Linked DNA regions of Sus scrofa: region 2 is linked to region 1. The links are chromatin contacts, called in public Hi-C maps. All regions are on one chromosome and are shown on one strand. Each heading gives the region's core, a stretch centred on a gene start, on an enhancer-like site or on the middle of the called end of the contact. The rest is flanking DNA. Distances are from core to core; before and after follow the strand shown. Region 1 holds the start of PHKA2 (phosphorylase b kinase regulatory subunit alpha, liver isoform). Region 2 holds the start of PDHA1 (pyruvate dehydrogenase E1 component subunit alpha, somatic form, mitochondrial).

Region 1 (3,903 bases), core at 349-2,848:
GGTCCTATAAATAGCTGCTGTTGATTGATGACAAGCAACATAGCTGGTGTCTTCACAAGGAATAAAAATAGTCCAGTGGTCTTACACGATGGGCCCACATATAACTTTAGTCTAGAAATACAAAACACATGACATACCCAAACCTCCGACCACATGGGCAGCTTCACAGATCCCCTCCAACTTGGGAGCAGAAGATCTGCGTTTGGGTCAGACCCCACTACCTGCAGTTACCTTTTTGGCCCCGTTTTCTCATCTGCGAAGTCCTAAAAGCCCTCCCAGGTGGGTCTCTAACAAGGTAGCTCGAGATCAGGAACAGCAGCAGCCGCCACACACCTTGGAGTGGGATGTACACTTCAGGAGCTTTTTCATTCCTGTCTACTGTCCTCGCGGTCCAGAGTTGACCATCGTCATGCAGTGTGCCCTGTCCAACCTACACACACCTCCTTGCATCCAAAAGAAGCAGAGTCAACACAAAAAAGACGCATTTGGGGCCCAGGGGCATGCAGGGAGCTCTATCTTCGATCCCAAAGTTTGCTCAAAGAATTCTGTGAAACGTAGCCGCTCAGCCCTTCAGTCCCCTGACTCGTAAAGCGGACGAGCTGGGAATGAGGGTGGGGTGTAACCACCGGCCAGCAAGAACCGCATTTAAAGAGGAAACCGCTTAAATGCAAAGTCTCAGGACACGAGAGGGGGCTGGGTAGGCGAAAAAGTGCCTCGAGAGGGCAGATGAGAGTGGTCCTTCCTTACCTGGTAACACAGGATGGTTTGCTGCACCAGCCGCGCGTATCCGTCCAAGCGGACTCCGGAATTGCTCCTGCTCCTCATCTCCGCGATGCTCTTGGGACCGCGGCGCCCGACCTGCTGCGAGGAGGTGGGACGCCCGGGCGACGGCCGCCGTGCAGGCTTGGCTCCCAAACACTCACTGCCTTAGTCAGCTCTAGGATTGGAGTCCGGAGGTAAGAGGTAGGGACTTTTTAAAACGACAGAACCAAACTATGGAAAGCAAGCCAACTAGAGTTTCTTACGGCTCGAAAGGAGCGGGGCGGAGATAGGGGTTGGCGCTATGGCGGCCCCGCCTCGACCAAGCCCGCCACGCTCCCGACGCTCGCGGGTCTCGAGCTGCCCAGCCGGAAAAACGGGGACCTGGGTTCCGGGCGAGGGGCGACGACGCCCCCGCCGAGCCTTTTTTTGTCTTCCGGCGGTCGTGAGGGAGCCTCCGGGCAGGCCGCCAACCCTACCCTTCCCGCCAGCTGCAGCCCACCAGCAGCCCCGCCCCCGGCCGCGCCCCCGCGGCGGAACGGAACCCTCGGAGTCGCGCCCCTCGGGGGAAGGAAAACGAGGTGGCCCGCGAGAGCAGCGGAGAACCTTGGTCCGGGCGGGAACCAGTCTGCTTTTGAACGCTTTACCTCCCCGCCCGCTGCCGACCTCAGCGCGGGCTGTTGAAACAGACCTTTCGGTCGCGGGCATCTGGAAGCCACGGACCCGCCCCCCGGCCCGCCCCCGGCAACGCCCCCGACGCGGAGCGGAACCCGGGGAGCCGGCCTGAGGAGCAAGGTAAGGGGACTGTTTCGCTAGCGGCCCTGGACGACGCCGGGTCACTAGCGGCCCCGCCCCTCCCCGAGATGAGCTCACAACCCCACCCCTTGCCCCGCCCTCTAGCTCCTCTAGCCCCGCCTCGGGGCCTAACGCTGGGCGATGGGAAGATAAAGGACTGGCTTAGGGCGAGGGTGAGACTGCCTTCCCGAGCAGCGGTGGGGAGGCCCGGCAATGGCCTGCCCCTCGCAGCTCCCTGGTCGCCCCTCTGATGGCCAGAATCGGAGTTCTGCCCCTGGTCGCGTCTCCGCAGAGAGAACGACAGGGGCAGGTCAGGGTCCTCCAGCACCCGCCCCCCCCAACCCCGCGCCTTCAGCCTTGCCCCTAGTCACCTGGGTGAAGCTCCTCTGGCCTGGCCTGCCGTCCGTCCCCAGGCCTGTAACGTGAAACTTGGCATTACAGTTCTTCATGGCAAATAATTACCCATAGTTTTACAATCTTCAGGCCAGTATTTATTTTCCACCCAAATCTGGCCCCATATTAATTCTAGCTCAGCTAATGTGATCCTTTCCTCAAGTCCTTTGCTAGTTTCCACGCACTTACAGTATGCTCGACCCAGGAGGCCTCCTCCTCCTTCTTGTCTTAATTCTGTCTTTGCTTTAAGGGTTAGCTCAGGAGTTCCCCTCGTGGCGCAGTGGTTAACGAATCCGACTAGGAACAATGAGGTTGCGGGTTTGGTCCCTGCCCTTGCTCAGTGGGTTGACGATCCGGCGTTGCCGTGAGCTGTGGTGTAGGTTGCAGACGCGGCTCGGATCCTGCGTTGCTGTGGCTCTGGCATAGGCCAGTGGCTACACCTCCGATTCGACCCCTAGCCTGGGAACCTCCATATGCCCCGGGAGTGGCCCAAAGAAATAGCAAAAAGACAAATAAATAAATAAATAAATAAGGGCTAGCTCAGCTCTGCCCTCCTATTAGTCTTCCCCATTCTCTGAATTGCGATTACAATTTCTCTAGTAAGAACATAGGTCTTGGAGTCATTGAAATTGAGTTCAGGAGTTCCCGTCGTGGCGCAGTGGTTAACGAATCCGACTAGGAACCATGAGGTTGCAGGTTCGGTCCCTGCCCTTGCTCAGTGGGTTACCGATCCGGCGTTGCCGTGAGCTGTGGTATAGGTTGCAGACGCGGCTCGGATCCCGCGTTGCTGTGGCTCTGGCGTAGGCCGGTGGCTACAGCTCTGATTCTACCCCTAGCCTGGGAACCTCCATATGCTGCGGGAGCGGCCCAAGAAATAGCAAAAAGACAAAAAAAGAAAAAGAAATTGAGTTCAAATTCCAGTTCTGCCATTTACAAGTGGTGTGAGCTTTGGCATGTTTTAGCTATTTGAATTGAAATTCAATGTTATCACCAATGGGGATAATAATAACCCCTACTACTAGGACAGCTGTGATCAAGAGCATGAATATAAAACACTTAGCACCATGCCTGGCTAATATATGTGCTTCGTAACTCATAGCTGTTTTCATAATCACTAGACAACAATGTATTGCTTCATATCCTTGTTTTCATGTGAGGCACGTTTTTTCTAACTGGATTTTAGGTACTCATTGAAACAGTCCTTGGTATCTCCTACTGTGTCTAGTACAGTACTGAGCATGCAGTTGTAGCTTACTATTGAATGACTGGTTGAATGAACCCACGAATGCAAGAAAATCAGTCATGTTCAGTTGAGTCCCCTATATATGTATGGTCCTTAACCGAGTTCATTTTACAAATTCCGTAACATAAATCTGCAGTCACTCAACTAAATCACCAAACCCATCATCTGTCATACTTTTTGTTTTCTTCCTGTTGGCTCTTACTGCAGCAATCCATGTGATGTGTCTCCATGCAGAATTTGCTATGGTTTAGAGGTAAATAAAACTGGACATTAGGTTATCACCATTAAATCTCTTGGAATATGAATGCGTACTCTTCCAGAACTCTTCTGTATTCTGTATTGTGTGTTCTTCTGTATCTAAGAGCTGGATCGTTGCTTCCTATCATTACTGCCTTTGTTTACATTGAGTTCAAGAGTCCATTTTGCAGCCACAGAGGAAAATAACTGATGACCTTTACCTGTTACCTGACATTTCCATCCAGTATAGAAACATTTTCAGTTTCATGATCTCATTCTTAGCAAATTCTGCTACACTACCCTTTTGGTGTATAGCCAGCCTCACATTCTAGGCTTCGGGCTATGATTTAATGTGCATTGTCATATAAGCCGTATTTTTCAGAGAAGGAAGGCTACTAGTTTTTAGCTTTTAAATTTCCAAGCAAATTTTAGTCATTCTTTTTGGACTATACTCAGACTCCTGTCTTAGTACTCTA
Region 2 (3,905 bases), core at 892-3,391, 330 kb after region 1:
GAGTTCCCGTCGTGGCGCAGCAGAAACGAATCCGACTAGGAACCATGAGGTTGAGGGTTCAGTTCCTGGCCTCGCTCAGTGGGTTAAAGATCTGGCGTTGCCGTGAGCCGTGGTGTAGGTTGCAGACACAGCTCGGATCCCACGTTGCTCTGGCTGTGGCGTAGGCCAGCAGCTGTAGCTCCGATTCAACCCCTAGCCTGGGAACCTCCATATGCTGCAGGTGTGGCCCTAAAAAGCAATAAATAAATAAATAAAAATAAAGATACGGCAAATTTTTATTTGAGCCAACCTGAGGCTCAAAACCTGGGAGACATCCTCTCAGAGCTGTGAGCACTGTTCTCAAAAGGTAAAGGGAGAGGAAGGCCAGTGCAGTGTGATTTTCGAGAGAGCGGATGTGCAGTCAAGCACCTATCTTGGTATAAGGTTACTGCTATTCACAAGGGGACACATATCTTAGTTAATGGTTTTACTGCTTTTCCAAGTATGGGAAAATGCAAGAAACTGGATTCATCAAATTTTCTCCTGAAAATATCTGTCCGAGGGCTAGTTCTGCCAGTTTTCCCAGAGCACAAAATGCTTCACCCTGATCTTAATCCTGAAATCCTCTTCAGGTGTATTTTAGGTCAGTGACTGCAGTGGCTAATGACTTGATTCTTGTAGAACTGCATGCTGGGCAACATTTTTTGTTTTACAACCCCCCCCCATTTTGATCTTATTTTTGACGAAGATTTGGGAAGCATTTCATGACCCACTTGGCCCACACCACTAGAAATGCTCATTCCCAGGTCAGGGGAGGATTTCCTTGCTAGGACCCTCCATGTGCTCTTATGGGACTAAGCCCTGCTAACAGTAGCCCAAAGCCTCAGGACCACCTGTCATACCAGTCTGTTAGGATCCAGGAAATGGTTCCTTCTTGTTGCTTCTTTCCATATCTAGGGTTACACTATGACCAACATTGATCTGGTAGAATTATATGTATCTTTGGTCCTTCGTTCCAAGTCAGCTAGTCATCTTACTTTTATCAGAGGCTCAGTTGCCCATTTGGTAATGCAAGAAACAGTAGTCTTGTAAAACAGGCAGGATACAAGGAGTATAGCTAGAGACATTAATAAGGTCGTAAGTATTTAAGCGAAGAAATTCCATTCATTGCAGCCCTGTATCTCCCTAGGTCTTGTGACTCAGTCTGTTCTGTACCAGTCGCTATCTTTAAGGGAAATGATACATTGGCATTTGTGCATAAAGTTCACCAAAGATGTCTGCACATACGAGGTGAGTGGAGGGCAATCACGACGATTTACAGGATTGAGCAAGGAATGTTATCTTCAAAGGAGTTACATGGCTGGCTCTAGAAGAAGAAAAATTGAGCTTTATGGCTGAGGAGGTATTTCTGCCATTGGGGAGGTGAGCTTAATGAATAATGTAGATGAACAATGCACACCAGAAAGGGGGGGTGTGTGTGGAGAAGGCCCAAACAGACAGAGAAAACATTTTTGTTTAAATATTTCTTGTCTTGGAGGCCCGGTCATGGCTCAGCAAGAACGAATCCGAGTAGTATCCGTGAGGACACGGGTTTGATCCCAGGCCTCAGTCAGTGGGTTAAGGATTCCGCATTGTCATGAGCTGTAGTGTAGGTTGCAGATGTGGTTTGGGTCCCTTCGCTGTGGCTGTGACGTAGGCCGGCAGCTGCAGCTCCAATTCGACCCCTAGCCTGGGAACCTCCATATGCCACAGGTGTGGACCTAAAAAGACAAAAAAAAAAAGAAAAAGAAAAAATTCTTGCCTTGCTTTAAAATAATAATTTTATTTCATCAGATCCTAGCTCAAGTAGGCAGGGAAGCCTTTTACAACTGTTATGTAACTTCTTAGAGACAAGTTGGCAGCAGAACCATTTATAAAAACCATATGTTCTGTCCTTTGGCCCCATCAGGCTATTAATCTTTATCATCCAGTGTATTGAGCAGAGGCTGCAAAGGTGCAGTACTGGCAAGACTAGTCGCTGGGTAGTATTGCCCTTGAACGATCTCCAGAGGAGCACGGCTCAGCTGTGGCGCCCAATCTAACAGGGTCCATTCCCGAGTGGCCCTGGAGGCGTGGCCTCGCTTTCCCACGCAGGCGTCCTCAGGTCTCCCGCCCCTCACCCGTGTGGTGACGGAGGCAGCCCTCAGCCCAGCTCTCTGGCTCCGACACCCAATGGGCGGCCGTGGGCCTCTCGGGTGGGCGGGGCACGCCCTGAGAGCAATCCTGGTTGGCCCGTGGCCCGGTGCGGCGCATGACGTCTTCCGTCGCGTCGCGTCGCGTCGCGTTCCGTAGCGCCGCCGTTAGGTCTTAGCGTCCTCCCCGGGCGCCTGAAGGAGACTTGGAGACTTCTGGGCCTCGCTGCTTGAGCGGTTGGGAGTCGCCGCTGCTGCCACTGCCCGCACTCCATGAGGAAGATGCTCGCCGCCGTCTCCCGCGTGTTGTCGGGCGTCGCCCAGAAGCCGGTGAGTCGGCCTGAGCGGCCCGTGGCAGGGAAAGAGCGGGACCGAGGCGGGGCCCGACGCCGGAGGACGCCAAAGGGCAGGGCAAGCGGGCTAGGCGGGCGGGTCGGGCCGGGCGCAGCGGTCTTCGGGGAGCCGCAGGCCTTTGTTCTGCTTCCACGTTGTGTGCTGCACTCCTGGCCGCGAGCGGAGCGGCGACTCGGCCAAGCGGCGCCGCCTGTTGGAGGGGGAGCTTTACAAGGTCCACGTGGAGGTCAGCAGTGGTTCCCCGTGCCGGGCTTGTTGATGCGGCCCCAAAATGCCCGCCCCCCGCCCCCCAAAAGAAGCAAAAGTGCCCGTTCCTTTACTGTAGACAGAAAAGGGGGCCTTGGGCTTCCTCGAGTTGGCTGCCTCTTCCTGGCCGGTTCATTAAAATTTTTCCTTAGTTCCTCTTGACCAGGAATCCGGAGACTGACTCCGTTCAGACGCCAGCCTCACTCTTTACTAGCCCTGTGGTCTTGGGCAAGAGTTTTTTGGTTTTGCTTTTTTTCTTAAAACAGCCCGGTGCTCAATTTCCTCATTTCTGAAATGGAGAGTACTTACTCCATGGGGTTGTCGTGAGGCTTAAAGGAGTGACAAGTATGTAAACCTTTCCGGTAGCGCCTGGTACATGGTAGGTGCCGTCAGTATTAAATATTGTTATTATTTGAGTTCCCAATTTGGTATACATTTGTTGAACGCCAGCGCTCGGCTCTGTGGAGTGTTGATGCAGGGTTGGGTTCCAGAGAAACAACACACTTGGTACTCTTTCCTCCCCTCTGCCTCAACGGTGAGCTTTTCCTAGGCAGTCGATTCAAAAGCCGTCAGGCAGAACCCAGAGGGAGGCCCTCCACTTGCACACAGATGCGGAGACACTCTCATTTAGGATAGAAGTAGCTAAAGTGGTGTTTGGGAGGATGGGGTTAGAGGTTAGCGCTATTTATGGCTCCAACTTTTAGACATTCCTAGCCGAAGTTCAGAGCATTTTGACCTCTAAGCACGGGATGGGTGGTAATGTGACTTGGTATCACTGCAGCCAAGTTTTGACTTGCAGTTCTTGCTCCAGTAACTCCCAAGACTGGCAGCTCAGCTTGGTATAGGGCAGAGATCATCGAACGGTTGGAGGAAGTGTACTTCTCTAGGACTGCCATTGATTGACAAACACAGAATGCCATGTGATTAATCTGTATTAGCATTTAGGTTGTGATTGGATCTCCCTGAAAAACAAGCACATTTCACCGTTGTTTTTGGTCTTTTTGCCATTTCTAGGGCCGCTCCTGCGGCATATGGAGGTTCCCAGGCTAGGGGTCGAATCAGAGCCGTAGCCACCTGCCTACTCCAGAGCCACAGGAACTCGGGATCCGAGCGCGTCTGCGACCTACACCACAGCTCACGGCAACACTGGATCCT

The links. A called contact is a pair of places that touch in the nucleus more often than the background predicts.
Region 2: a contact with region 1 is called in a Hi-C map of liver, with 7 times the contacts expected there. The contact joins the promoter of PDHA1 here to the promoter of PHKA2 in region 1. A contact is called at or near these places in 1 of 5 promoter capture datasets (fetal liver) and 2 of 47 Hi-C or Micro-C datasets (embryonic fibroblasts and liver).

Annotation. Positions count from the first base shown.
Region 1 is chrX:15,364,133-15,368,035 of Sscrofa11.1, forward strand. It overlaps PHKA2 (phosphorylase b kinase regulatory subunit alpha, liver isoform), which reads right to left and starts at 1,599. Exons shown (of 34, transcript XM_013985960.2): 1 at 1,407-1,599; 2 at 748-937. The coding sequence starts at 825. It overlaps LOC106506916 (a long non-coding RNA gene), which reads left to right and starts at 1,469. Exons shown (of 3, transcript XR_001302568.2): 1 at 1,469-1,554.
Region 2 is chrX:15,697,783-15,701,687 of Sscrofa11.1, forward strand. It overlaps PDHA1 (pyruvate dehydrogenase E1 component subunit alpha, somatic form, mitochondrial), which reads left to right and starts at 2,142. Exons shown (of 11, transcript XM_003360244.4): 1 at 2,142-2,480. The coding sequence starts at 2,424.